Regions from separate parts of the Mus musculus genome. Here region 2 is linked to region 1. A link is a contact called in public Hi-C data. All regions are on one chromosome and are shown on one strand. The core of a region is the stretch at or near the end of the contact, and the rest is flanking DNA. Distances in the headings are between cores, read along the strand shown. Region 1 overlaps Zfhx3 (zinc finger homeobox 3). Region 2 has its middle 31 kb from the start of 4922502B01Rik.

Region 1 (7,171 bases), core at 2,263-4,762:
AGTGGCTGGAGGCTACCACAGCCTGTCAACCAGAGCCATCCTAAGATCCCTCCAGCACGGACTCATGGGGCCATAGGCTATCTCCGAGCCAGGTGAGGAACTATGTATGCTACCTCCCATGTCCTGCCAGCTCTGCCGTCCACTGAGGGACATGAACTTTCAAGTTCCAGATGCTCCAGAGAAAGAGGTCAGAGAGAACAAATTCCCTCCAAGCATCTGGCCTCTCTCTCTCTCTCTCTCTCTCTCTCTCTCTCTCTCTCTCTCTCACACACACACACACACACACACACACACACCTTCTGAACCCCCTGAATGAGCAGATCGCTTTCTGGGCCAAAGCCACCTCGGGTAGGCAGGAGTCAGCAAGCACTCAACAGTCTATATCATAGGAGGACGCTGATGGAAATCTGGCTCCTGAGTCAAATCACGCATAAACCGTAGGACACGTGTGCTTCCGGGTAGCAGATAGGAGCTACCGTAGAGGACTTGGGGCCCTTGCTGTCAAACAAGGCAAAGGCCACAAGGCAGCCCCCACAGGCATTAAGGGTGGAGCTGCCTTTGGAAGAGCCCTCCCTGCCCTGTCCGCACACAGCATACACACTGCCCAGTGTGTGGCCATTAAGGAACCAAGGATATCTTCTGATTTGTCCATCTACCATCCAATGGCCTTATGACTCTGCCCTGTTGAGACCCAAGGAGCAACTAAGGAAGAAGAAAGGCTTTCGTTCTGTTCTTCCACACTGTGTAACACTTAGAAGAGGCAGGAAGACTGACTGTAGGTTTTCCACATGTCATGTGGGCTCGCCTCTCCTCCCCTCCTATTTTAAGCCAAGTACAGGGGCTTAGAGGCTGGCATCTGACCTCACGAGCCTCGGGTAGCTCACTCAACTCTGAAACTGACTAGGTTGGCAACTGTCCTTGCTATAATTTCAGATTATCGTGAAACCTGGGGTCTGGGCCCAATCAAAGACACTTCAGCTGGGAACAGTTTGAGTAACGGGTTCTGGTGGGGTCTAAATCTGTTTGAAAAGGTATGCTTTCCTGGCACAGGGGACTCTCTGAGTGGGCAGGTATGCTTGGACTCCAACTACCTTCCCTTCCCCTTCCCTCTTCCCCAGGCAGAAAAGATCAAGTACTTCCCAGAGCTCATCATTGACAACCTACAATCATGAAGGCAGGATAAGCCCAGGCTCGCCATGGCTCGCCCATGGACTCAGAATCCGCTCGCTCCCAGAGACAAGTATTTGTCAGTAGGAGCTGCTCCTGGTGTTAGGACAAGCCACTGGCACCTCACATCTCCTGAGTGGGGGACATGGGAAGGTGGGAGGAGGCGGGTGTGTTTACCCAGGAAAGCAGGGAAAGGCGTGAATGGGTTTTGGAGCTCAGCCTGTTCCACACTGCACTTCCATGACGGCTTAGGAAACGATCCGGCACTAAAGGCAGAGACCAGGTGGTCAGGGTGGCCTACCACAGTCATTCAGACCCATAGCCAAAGGCGGCCGCTGGCTAAAACAGAAGTCATGAACATTTTGCAGGAGCCACCCATGAATCCAGGGGAAGGAAAAAGGAGCTTCTATCTGATATCGTGGCCTCTCCAGGTCCCCTGCCTCACTACGATTACATACAAAACTCATTTTAAAAAATCATCACTGGAGCTGAGATGGCTCAGTGGGTAGAGGTGATTGTCAGTAAGTCTGCCAACCTAAATTTGATTTCTGGAACCCATATGGTAGAAGAAGAAAATGAACACACTCAAATTGTACACACACAAACACACACAGACAGACACAGACAGACACACACACACACATACACACACAGAAACACACACATGCATACATGAATACACACACAATAAGTGTTTTAAATTAAAAAAATAAAGCAGAATAGGGAATTCTAGGAGAAAATATGTTTTTTTTCAGATTAGCTTAACCTCTGTGTTGTCCCACATTTTAGAAAGGCCAGTCCTAACACAGCAGCACAGAAATCTTGGGACCCAGATGGCTTGTACTTGGGGGATTTTTTTACCCCTGATTCTGGAATATCTTTATTTACCTTATGACCTATGTTTAGATTGGGTCTGAGATCTAAACACAAATTCATCAGATTTAGTTACGCTGCCCGAGGGAACTCGGTGCCATTTTGGCAGTACCCACATGTTTTGGCTCAACTTTCTGATTGGGGATTTTTTCAGATTAGGGTTGCCGCACCTACATCAACCCCCATGACACCCAGGGAAGTGACCACAGGACAAAGCCTGCCTGTGACACTCCTGATCCCGTGATCTGTCACCTCCAACATACAGGGAAGATGGGAAGATGGCAAGGCTTGGTTGGAAGAACGAACACTGGAGATCCACTGTGAGGTCAAACTGCAGGCAGTCCAGCTACTACGGCAAAGGACGGCTAACTCCAGCTGCTAGGAATGCGGCCTAGTTGGTGGAGCCAACCCTGATGTCCAATGGAGCCTAGCATGACGACCAATGTTCAGTCCCTCATGAAACTTTGTGTGAAGGTGTGCACTTGTACCGTGTGCAACATGGGAGGTGGAGGCAGGAAAGGAAGACTAGAAGTTTAAGATCCTCTTCAACTACTCGGTGAGTTGAAGACTGTTCTGACCGGTCTGAGACCCAAAAAGCTACACTGTCTCAAAAAAAAAAGATACTGTCTCAACAAAGCAAAACACAAAGTTAAAAAAACAAAAAAAACAACAAAAAAAAAACTTTTAGTTTGCCCAGGCTGAGCATGAACAATTTGCCAGGAAGTGGGGCAGAAGAAGGGGGAGGGGTGGGTCAGGGCAGGATGGGGTGAGCTGGGCAGACTGAGTGCTCTCCCTAGGTCAGCTGCTTCTGGAGCGGTTTCTCTAGCAGACAGTAAAGAACTTGATTACATCCAGTTAACTGTGCTCTAAACTGATTATGCATGTGCCGGGCTAATGGATTACATTAGCAGGAGGAAAAGTAGCACGCAGTCAATCTCCATTACTACGGGACACACCAGGGCCCCCGCCAACCACCTCCAAACCCCACCCGAATCCAGGCTCTGAAGAAAACCAAGGAGAAGGGAACCCTCCCTCTTTATCTTAGTCTCATGGAGGGAAGGCAAGGGCTCCGGAGTAAGGTCTGGACTCATAATCTGTGTCATCCAAAGGTGGGTGGCAGAGCTCCCTGCCTCTCAAAAGAGCCTCGGCGAGCAGAAGGGCATTCATTCTCCAAGGACTAATAAGACCAGACTCTAAAGACCTTTGCTTCCTGACCCTGGGGCAGCTCTTCTGAAACACCAAGGCTGATCACTCCAGAGAGCCACCAGCCAAAGAGCTGCTGGTCCCAACTGGCCAGCCTCTGCCTCAGTATCTTGGGCTCTTCTACTTGTGGCTTTGAACAGGAGCACGATCGCTCTGTCCTGAGCTAACAAACAAACAAAAAGCCGACAGAATAAATAAGGTAAGTATGGCCCAGTTACATGAGTGACCAGCGCAGATAGGGCAGAAAATGTTTCCTTCACACCTGTTCCTCAGAAAATGCCTCACTGTTGACTTTTCGGGTGTGATCCATGGACATGATATGGGGTGGGGCTGGGGGAGTGGGGGTGAGGAGTTCTCAGTAAACCCTGTGTTTCCTGACCCTTCAGAAGCAAATCCAAGAGCTTGGCTTTAGTGGAGCCCTGGACCACATGGAAGATGTGGCATGAGGGCTTAGTGGTCAGCGTGTGCATTTTACAATCTAAGGGGAGATCCATTTCTTAAGAGAGAAGAGCCCAGCTTCAGTCCATGTCTATGCGACCCTTCATAAGGTGACATATGACCTTCAGTGGCCAGGAGGATTCCCTTGTGCAAACTTAACTGCCAGGTCCTTCAGAAATGCTGGCTCCCTCTGGCTTTTCCCACCTGGTTGTCTTGGCCATGTCAGCACCACTCAGGTCATACCTGCAACTGAACCTGACTGCCAAGAGCATTCTTTCTACTGTGGCACGAAATCAAGCCAGTCCGGTGAGGAATTCGTATGCACAGAATAGAGGATCTGGCTTAGACTCAGTATACCAACCAATCCTGGTCCACTGGACCTGGTGTCAGCTGTCACTTCTAGAACACAATATCCCTACTGCCTTTCTCTAAAACTGTTCCTTATACACAGTGCTCCCTGAGGATGCGCTAAGGCAAGACCAATCGTAAACATCAACCCAGCGGAGACCAGGGAGAGCCAAGGAGTCTCCCTCGTGTGGGGTCTCCGCTGACAATCGCAAGAGGGACACGGGAGACTGTGCCAGCTCAGAGTCCACAGTCGGCAGGAACTGACTGACCACTTGCTAGCCCAGGAATGAGAATCCGTCAGAGGAAAGAGAAGGGGCTGAGGAGGAAACTGGAGAGGATGGAGAGAGGTGAGGGAGTGGAGGGTGTGTGGACCGGGGCTGGGGAGATTTATGGCGATTTGTACCTGATTGTTCATACTAAAGCCATTATGGGATGATTAGAGGGAAAGGTGAGGCTTTAAGTCCAGCGAAAATCAATAGGAACGTCTGGAGCAATCCTGCCGTGCAAGTAAAAGGACTATTTACAGTATCTGCAGCCCCTCCTCCTTGACGGTCTACACTGCTCAGCCAGAGACTGAGGGGTTGGGAGAGAAAAGGGGAGGGGAGGGAGGGAAGGGGAGGGGAAGGGAGGGAAGGGAAGGAAGGAATGAAAGAGGCTAAAAGGAGAGGAAGCAGAGAACATGGATGCAAAATGCAGAAACTTGAAGAAAGAACCAAGGAGCTCTTTCTCTCCATAGCATTTACTGCCTTCCACCACAAAATTTAGCCATGGGATCTGCAACTTATCTTCTCCCCTAAAGAATGAAAACGCTGTGAGGGCAGGCATCTGGATGTGAGTACATACATGTGTGCATATCTGTATAAACATGTATACATGTATTTATATGTATGTGCATATACACATATGTATGTGTGTGTGTATATACATATATATGTATATATGTGTATGTGTGTGTGTGAGCACGGGTTTGTATTGGGCTATCTTATGTGCACTGATATACTTCCAGAACAATAAGTGGTCAGTATACATAAGGTGTTTAGCATACAGCGAGATGGATAAACAAAATGCACGCATGAATGGCGCACTCTGGGAGCACAGAGGAGTGAAGAAATAAAAGATAGACCAAAGGATAGAAAGGGAGGCTGGTCCGCAACAGCTGAGGGAGATTCAACAGACTACTGCAGAGACCAGCACCAAAGAAGGGAGCCACACAGTAGTGGGCTGCTGGAAATTAACCTGCCCCCTGAAATGAGACACCCCAAACCTTCAGCCACCAGAGGAAGCCATCGACACAATCTCAGGCTTCACTGGGCACTGGATGCAAAACCTTTAGAGTTAGTTTGCCCTGTGGAGAGACCGTCCCTGGGTCTCATGAGGTCGACCTCACCTTGTACAGCTTCAGGCTGGCCTCGTGCCTGGAGTTGACTGTGTGCAGCCGCAGCTTCTCCAGGCTATTGGTGTAGTAGTCACAAGCGTTGCACTTCAGGTGCACAGGGTTGCCGATGGCCACACACTTGAGCCTCCACTCATTGGCCTTGCCACCCTCCTTGATGTGGGCCACCAGCTGGTACTTCTGCACGTGCTTGTCCGTCTTGCAGTGCAGCTGGAAGTTGGCCTTGAGCTGCGTGTTGTAGCGGCAGAGCTTGCACTGGTAAGAGTCCCCCATCACGGCCTTCCACTCGTCCTCCGAGAGGCTGCGCTCCACGTTCATGTGCAGCCCCAGCATGTCCAGGTTGTCCGTCGTGAACTTGTTGCAGACGGCACATTGGAAGAGCTTCAGCGATGGGTCGTTGGTCTGGATGAAGCTCTCGCCCAGGTTCATCAGCTCCTCCGACACCAGCTGCCCGCCCCCGAGGCGCATGTCGAGGGGGATCTCACCGCCCACTGTAGGGAAGGTAGAGGAAGACAGTCAGAAGTCAGCCTCGAAGCCATGGTACAGAGAACAAACCCTGCAAGGTGCTAGTGGCTGGTGAAACAAAATCCTCCTGCTGTGTTTGGATAGTCTGTGATGGTGGAATAAGAACAGCTAGGTACATTTATGGACTGTGGCCCCGTGAATGATCTCAATGCGCCCCCTCTTTCAGGATCCAACAAATGAGCTAAGTCCACATCACCCTTTGTATACAACAGGATCTGAAAGTCCAGACCCCAACCTACTGCCAGAATCGGAAATGTCCATAATACCAGGCCTCTGGTAGAAACCTAAAGTGGGCCAAGTATTCACCTACATGATCTCGGAGCAAAACTTCCTGCCATGGTAGGAAGTGGGCTATGGGGTACCTTGCTGTCTACACAGCAAGAAACTGAATTTTTCATTGCTATTAATGTTAATATCAATGGCCACACTGCAGCACAGCTAACTATACTGTAAGAGATTTCAGTAACGAGCTCTCGTCCCCTCCCAGGCCCCTCTTATCACTATCCTACCTGTCTGTCAGAACCGCCTAACCCACCTCTTACCCTTTCTAGAAACATCTTCCTTTTCCAAGACCCTGTATCACATGGAATCCTGGGTCATAGCTAGCCCTCCACAAGACAGTATCGCAGCTGCATCTCTACTGAGGTGGGGGCCCTCTAGGGCCAGAGTCCAGCCTTGTTCTAAATGGCCCTGTCGTCTGAGAGCCCGCCCAGTGTACACATGATCGGAAATTTTATGCAACTGACAAGGGTCAAAAGTACCAAAATGGTACATGCTCAGGAGGTGACTCTGGACAGGCAGCTGCAGTCAAGGGCTCGGCTCACACTCCCTAAGAAAGGTCTGAGAAGAGACTGCCATCCCTTCCCTCTGAACCCCAACCTGTTTTCTGTCCATCACTGCCCTGCAGACACCCAGGGAAAGGCTTACCTTCAATGGTAGGGAACTAACACGGCAAACTCTTATATATACCACCAGAAAGCCTTGGAGAGAGCAGCCTCCCCTCTGTCGCCTAGATGTGCCTGGTCTTTACAAGGCTGACTGTCACCTTCTAGTTCCTACCTCTCCTTAGAACACATGCAGCACTCAAGCTACCAGGTCTGCCCCCACCCTCCTCCACCCTCCATCTGATATTTAAACTTGACCTTTTTATATGTGGTTTGACTGAGATTTTTTTTTTTTAAACAACTGATTAGAATCCAAGTTAGTGGCTCATCAAAGAAAAAA
Region 2 (7,171 bases), core at 2,782-5,281, 480 kb before region 1:
CCAGAAACCAAAAGTGTCTTACTTAAGAAGTTGGAATGGAATCCCTTATATGAAATCAGGATTCTGGGAGATCCACCTTCGGTGAAAGAATAGACTACAAATTCGGCTTTGCCAATGGAGAAATAATAACACATCTGCTTAGCCTGACAGTGGTTAGGAAGGACAAAAAGTCTCTTACTAGAGTCGGTGGGGTGATGGGTAATTTGTAATCCAAACAGGGATTCTGGAGGACGTTATTAAGAACGACATCAGAACAAAAGGTGTTAAAGCTATGATGGTCTTGGGCAACAGGGATGTGTGAGCATTGCAACTTGTAACCAGGATGTGTGAGCACTGAAACTTGTAACCACAGGTTAGCAAACACATGGGGTGGAGAATGGAACCATACTGTCTATCTGGGCTGAAAAGATACAAGGGGTGAGACTAAACTTTGGTCAGTAGTTCTTTTCAAGCACCCTGAGGAAGAAAATTCAAGAGAAGTTTAGGAAAATGTGTCCCCAGCTACGATCTCCTGCAATTTGCTCACACTTTCCAGTCTACTTACGATGGCAAAAACCAAATTTAAGTGTCACAAAATCCAAAGGAGAAAAAAGATACCATGTTGAGGAACAGCAGAACTAACAGGGGAAAAAAAAAACTGACAGAAACTACAGTATTGCAATAGTCGAATCATAAATTTTACAATATAAATACATCTAATATGCCTAAAAAAAAAAAAAGAAAGAAATCAAGACAGAAACCAAGCCAGAAATAATAGACGACAGAAACACAACCTCTGACTTTTAAAAATAATCATTAGGATTGCATTTTAGATGAGGGCAACCCGTGGGTAGTGAGATTCAGTTGGACAGGTCTAAGAAGCCCGAGTGTGCTCTGAACATAGGGCTCCCAAAGATAGCACGCTGGGCTATCTATCTGGGAAAGAGAGTTCAATTGTTTTTTACCACAAAACTGTGATGTTTCAGGTGATATGTTTAACCTCAGGGCCAAAGCATAAGTGCCGGCCATTACTATGTATAACCTTTGTGCTTTTATGTACCTACCAATATAAATCAATATAATTAGAAATAAAACCTAGGGTCTAGTGAGATAACTCAGCCAGTACAGGCATTTGCCGTGCAAATTGTAAAGTGAGTTTAGTTTCTAGGACCCACGTAAAGGTGGAAGATGAGAACAAATTCCTCTGTTGTTTGCCTCTGACTTCTACTGGTAGACCACGGCACACAGGCCCAGGTCTACAAACACATCAGACATACGCAAACACATATACAACAGTAGTAAATAAACACACTTTTTAAAAAGAATTACTTGTAAAGTTTGAGAGACAGGTACAACATCAGATGTGACACAGATGAAGAAAGAATTGATGACTGGGAGATAAAACTGAAAGAAAATCATTCAGAATGAAGCCTAGAAAGGCATAAATAGTGAAAGTACAGAAATAAATTGATATTTGAAGGAGAGAATGGGGTCTAATAGATATGTACTTAAAGTGTTAGAATTGATAAGAAAATCAAAGGCAACACTCAGGAAGTAATTACTGAACAATATCTACAAATGTGCATGTGAATCTTAGAGTCAGGATGGTACATAGCATAAATACAACCAAATCTGCACACATACTCCATTAGGCAGACCTGAGGAACACCACGCACAAAGACAGGACCTGACCAGTACTAGAAGAAACAGGTCATTCACAATGAAATGAAACAACTGTTTATGAAACAGTTCCAATGTTTCAAATTCTTGTTAGTAGGGATTTGGGGGCCACACTATGATTTAGTAATTTGAGATTATAAGATCCAGAGTTGTGCAAACGGCAAATATACTAAGAATCCAGGTGGTGCATGGCTCAGCATGAGAGGAAAGGGTTTGTATACCACAAGCAAGCAAGGAAACTAGAGTTTAACTTATGATATCAAAACAGAATTGCAGTTATTGTGATCAGTACACTCTTGATAGTTGGACCAATACATATATTAATATGTCTGTAGATATGTTTAGAAATTTCAAAATGAGTCAGATTCAATGCTACAGCAACTCCAAGGAACACCATGTGTGCAGAGTTTGGTTTCAAAACCCCACTGTCCACCGTAAGCAATTACATTTCATGGAGAAAAAGCTAATTTTAGACTAGTGTAGGAAGGTACAAGATGAACTTAGATTCATTCATTCATTCATTCATTCCATTCCATTCCCTTCCTTGTTTCAGACAGGGTCTCCCTATATAAACCAGGCTGGCCTTGAACTCACAGAGGTCTACCTGTCTGTCCCCCTCAACTGCTGAATGTATTACCTCAGCAACTAAGGAAATGTTTAAAGCATGCTGAGTTATATCTAAAAGACACAGCTAAAGGAAACCCCCTTGAAAGATCTAGGGCCATTTGAACATCAAAAAACGATATTAAAAGATTAAAATGTATAAAATAAAAAGGGAATAAATACATTTAATTAAAAAATAAAAAATAAAATTAGTTATTTATGAACATACATAAACAAACAGAATGGGGTAGAAAAGATCTTCAACAATAAAATATTGAGTAGCAAAATAAGAGTGGTGAAGTAGGCTAGTCATTTACGGTTGCAAAAATGAATGGAGGGAAAGTTGGCGAGAAAGCCTCAAACCATCTACTCCCATACAGTGCCTATTGATAGGAAAACAGTAACTCAGCCTCTGGTGAGATCAGAGTAGATGCTAGACCTAGCATCATACCCACGCGAGGACAACACCTTATCAGGGGCCTTCTGCTGAGAAGGAATGCGGAATCAGCTTTCTGACACCTCCCCGTCCCCTCCAGAGACCTAACATGACTACGAGGAGCAAGAAGAAGATCAGGCAGGACAAAGAGAGGAAAGCGCAGAGAGGAAAGGTGTGGTTTCTGTTCCCCGATCTTTCTGAACTTCTGTACTAGGCAAAACAAAACGAAACACCAGCCAACCAATCAACCAAGCAACCACGCAAGCGCACTGAGTGTTGCCTGGGCAGACAGCTAGCTGCTGTTGAACTGCTTCCGAAGCTGTGCCCGTTTGATGAAGATCTAGCTAACAGATTACAAGCATACATCAATTCTCAAGTTCTAGGAAATGTCCTTATTGTCAAGAAGAAGAATATAAGGCTGTTTCTCTCTTCTTCCCCCTCAGTGACTAAATGCAAACACAAAGGCTGGAAACTAAACAGCTTCCCTAGACAAGGAAGCGACAGACCACACATCGAGAAAGTGCGAGAAAAAAGCGCCAAGATCAGGATCCCCCCCAACCCCTTACTCTCTACGCTGACTCTCTACATTTTAGCTACATAAAGGTATTTCTTTTGTGAGCTATTACCATACTTCTGTTTGTTTCTGCTGGGTATAGCCAACTTTATTTAAAAAATAATACATGATTAACTCAAAACTCATAAATGCTGACAATCTGAGTGTAGAATAGTCTAGTCACTTTTAAACACAATTTGATATTATCTACTGAATAAGATGGAAATATCCTATAGCCTAGACATTCAATAGTTGTGTTTATATCCTACAGACATTTGCACATGGGGTTGGGGAGGTAATAGCAGGAATTTCTGAGCATCATTACTGTAAAAACAACAATGGAAAAATCTATCCCTGTGAGAAAACGGATAACAGTATATTTGTACAGTGGGTATTCCTTCCAGAGTAAAATGAACAGAGCTACATAAATCAATAAATAAAAACTTAAAACATAAAGGTGAGCAAAAACAGGCAAACAACTGAATTTTCAGGTATGATAATATGGCTATTAAGATGAAAAAAAAAAAAACAGGTCTGGGGATATGACTCAGTGGTTAGATCACCTGTATAAATTCAAGAACTTGGTTCAGAGCTCCTGAACCTACATATAGCCACCTGACTCTAATCCTTGTACCCTTATGAGAATCATTAGAAACTACAGGCCAGCTGGCCTGCTCTACACAGCAGTGACCAATGGGAGATCCTGTCACAAACTATACACAGCAGTGACCAATGGGAGATCCCGTCTCAAACTATACACAGTGACCAATGGGAGATCCTGTCACAAACTCTACACAGCAGCGACCAATGGGAGATCCTGTCTCAAACAAGGTGAAGGATAAGCACTAACACCCAAGCTTGGCATCTGACCTCTGCTTTCAGGGTATGGCTTGTGCACAATCACACTCAGATACAGGGGTGCATATGTACACACACACACACACACACACACACACACACACACACACAGAGAGAGAGAGAGAGAGAGAGAGAGAGAGAGAGAGAGAGGAGGGAGTTAAAAAACACCACGCTATATTTACCCCAGCATAGAAAATAGTACCTATTTAGTACACTGCAGTACGTAAAATAGTAATTGCCAAGGAAGATGACTTCACTGTACAGATGATCAACATTGTCCTACAGAACCTCCTGCAAAGACGGATGTGTCTGTCTGCACTCAACATTTCAACATCGTAGCCATTAGCTCAACACGGCTAATAGAAGGAAGGAATGGACTTTTATGCTTTATTTCATTTTAATTCAGTTAAGTTCCAATAGCCACATGTGACTAATGACTCCTGACAGGCACGGGTCTAGACAATAAATCCTATAAGAAAAGCAGCTTTATAGTTCTTTGCCTATCTCTTTGGTGTGTAATTCAAAAGTGGACTTAAAAGAATTATGGTAATGCTTTTGATAAATCTTTTCTTATTTCTATCCACTTGCATGGCTTACCAACAGGTTTCAGCAATTTTATCAGTAAGCATGTACACACACACTCGCACACACACATACACACATACACACACACATACACACACACACACACATACACACACACACACACAGAGACACACACACAGACACACACATACACACACAGACACACACACATACACACACACAGACACACACATACACACACACAGACACACACACACACACACACACACACACACTTCCCATTGGTTGAAGTGGTGGATGCCTGCAATCCTGGTACTTGAGAAACTGAGGCAAGCACACCACGAGTTCAAGGTTAACTTGGGTTCCACAGGGCGTTCCAAACAAGCCTGTTCTATGTAGTTAAATTCACCTCAAAAACAAAAGCCAAGCAATCAACCAAAGGGAAAAGCCATTTAAACAGGAAGATGAGCAAATAAAATCAATTTGGTTCAGGAAAATTCATCTACAGAGGCATCCATTGTGAGAAACGTGTATCTCATTAAAAGATGTGTTTCATACAAATTTAATTTTCTTTAATAATTCCTTATCAAACACTGAGTAATGTGTTGAGCTTGATCAACATCATACCTTGATACAAAAAGATTTTTCAATTGTCCAGGGAAGATAATCCACAATTTTACCCAGGGTCCTCTGTTTCTTATGGCTCTTGTAGGCTGAAAGCCTTTTCCCACGGCTGTAGTTTAGGTCACGCCCAACAGGTGTCGCTGTGTTTCTCTCAGAAATTTAACAAATTCTGCCGTGCTCCTGTGACTGAGCAGCTGTTTGAGGGGTGCAGGGGTGCACCTTTTAGGATCCTTGCTTGGAACTATAATCTTTCGGACACAGAAAAGTGCAAACTATGGCTAGTGAAAATATAGATGCACCTATCTTCTTAATATTCTGAGATAGTTCTTTAAGAGTCATTTCACCATAGGACATCCACAAACTGGTGATTTTTAAAAAGTACAAAGATTACACAGAATTGGGGGGGGGCAGATTAGTAGTGATTATGTCTAGAAATTAAAGTGTAAAGTATAGATTAAACATCCTACAAAATGAATGAGTGGATACACACACACACACACACACACACACACACACACACTAAATCATGAAACAGTATCTTTAAACTGTTAGGTCTGCAGAAAGAAATATTCAGCTTAAAAGCAAACCCTTCTGGTCTACAGTTCATCCCTGCACATTGGAGGCTATTTGTGGCTATATACTGCAGAGGACAGGGCCATCCTAGGAAGAGTTAAATGAATGCATGAGACAGGAAGTTGGAGGAAGAGATTGGGGAACCTGTGAAGTAGAAAATAATATGGATGTAAAAGAACCCATTAAGAGGGTACAAAAAGCAGGGCAATAGATTGAGCTTCTTTAAATATAAAATATACATAATTATATCTTCCTAATTATGTTTAAGTTTTTTCTTTTATATTTTCTACAAATAGTCCCCTATCTACTGTTTAAATGAGTAGGGCAAGCTCACAGCAGGGATGTGTGTAGAACACACACACATGCATACACACACACACACCTTGAATAAAGCATCAAGGCAGCTTAGCAGCTTTTTCACCTCTGAACCTGTGAACTCATTTGTAAACATGGCAGCGTCTAACAGTAGATGCCTTAGTTATCACTGCTCTGTATGACGATCCTATGTCACGGGAAGTGACAGCTTTCTAGCCCCAATGATGACTGAGAGGGCAGAGGTTCCCATCTTTTAAAAAAGGCTGATGTGGGAATAACTTCCTTTCCAATCATGGTGTGTAATGAGAGAGAATCGGTGTTCTTTCAGATGATTTCATTGTCTAAAATTCACATCATTTTACACTCCGTCTTCTGGAATCTTTTAGTTCCCTATTAATACAGAGGGGCCGGGAATGATCACTTGGCTGAGTCCCGCCAGAGCTCTAGGCTAGCCTACAGTGATGTGCGAGCAAACCATGGCTGCTGCAGTTCGCTGAAACTCTGCCCACATCTGCAGCATCCTAAGAGCGGCCACGTTTGTGCCATTAGAGGACAATCATTAGAGGATGGGGGTTGTACAACCGGAATGACTAAACAGTTTCTTCCAACTCTGATGTGTCCCTCGATAGTTCACTGCCCTTGACTCTGGGCATTTTGAAAAGAGTCTCACACTCCCGAATCATCCTTTCCAAGGTTTCTAGATGATGCTTACACTTCTGGGTACCACCAAGGTTATCATTTCTAGCCTACAGCTATACTTTGATCATCCCCCCTCCATCCTCCGCTCCTTTCTCTGGTTCTATATCCACTGTCATCCAGAGACTATTGTGCTCTAAATACCACAACCACTACTGGACTGATATACTGATAAAGGACTCTACCTTCCATATAATCATGTTTACTAATTTTCTCCTAATAATCAGTTGTTGCGGCTGGGCCTGGTGCTGTTCTTGCGAACCAATCTTCTAATGAATAAAGGAGCCAATCACTGAGTAGGCGGGACT

The links. Hi-C and Micro-C count contacts between places; a contact is called where the count stands out from the background.
Region 2: a contact with region 1 is called in a Hi-C map of the N1E-115 cell line, with 3 times the contacts expected there. The contact joins two enhancer-like sites. A contact is called at or near these places in 1 of 484 Hi-C or Micro-C datasets (the N1E-115 cell line), 1 of 115 datasets of contacts at active chromatin or transcription factors (astrocytes) and 1 of 9 other capture datasets (embryonic tail).

What each region holds. Positions count from the first base shown.
Region 1 is chr8:108,798,937-108,806,107 of GRCm38.p6, reverse strand. Zfhx3 (zinc finger homeobox 3) reads right to left here. Exons shown (of 10, transcript NM_007496.2): 3 at 5,417-5,913. Among named protein-coding and RNA genes, the nearest start is that of Zfhx3, 88 kb to the right of the region's middle. Within about 2 kb of position 3,512, at least 9 of the 459 cell types and tissues checked have an H3K27ac peak or open chromatin away from gene starts, as enhancers often do. A contact at or near this core is called in the N1E-115 cell line, where this site is marked.
Region 2 is chr8:109,277,576-109,284,746 of GRCm38.p6, reverse strand. No RefSeq gene overlaps it. Among named protein-coding and RNA genes, the nearest start is that of 4922502B01Rik, 31 kb to the right of the region's middle. Within about 2 kb of position 4,031, at least 7 of the 459 cell types and tissues checked have an H3K27ac peak or open chromatin away from gene starts, as enhancers often do. A contact at or near this core is called in the N1E-115 cell line, where this site is marked.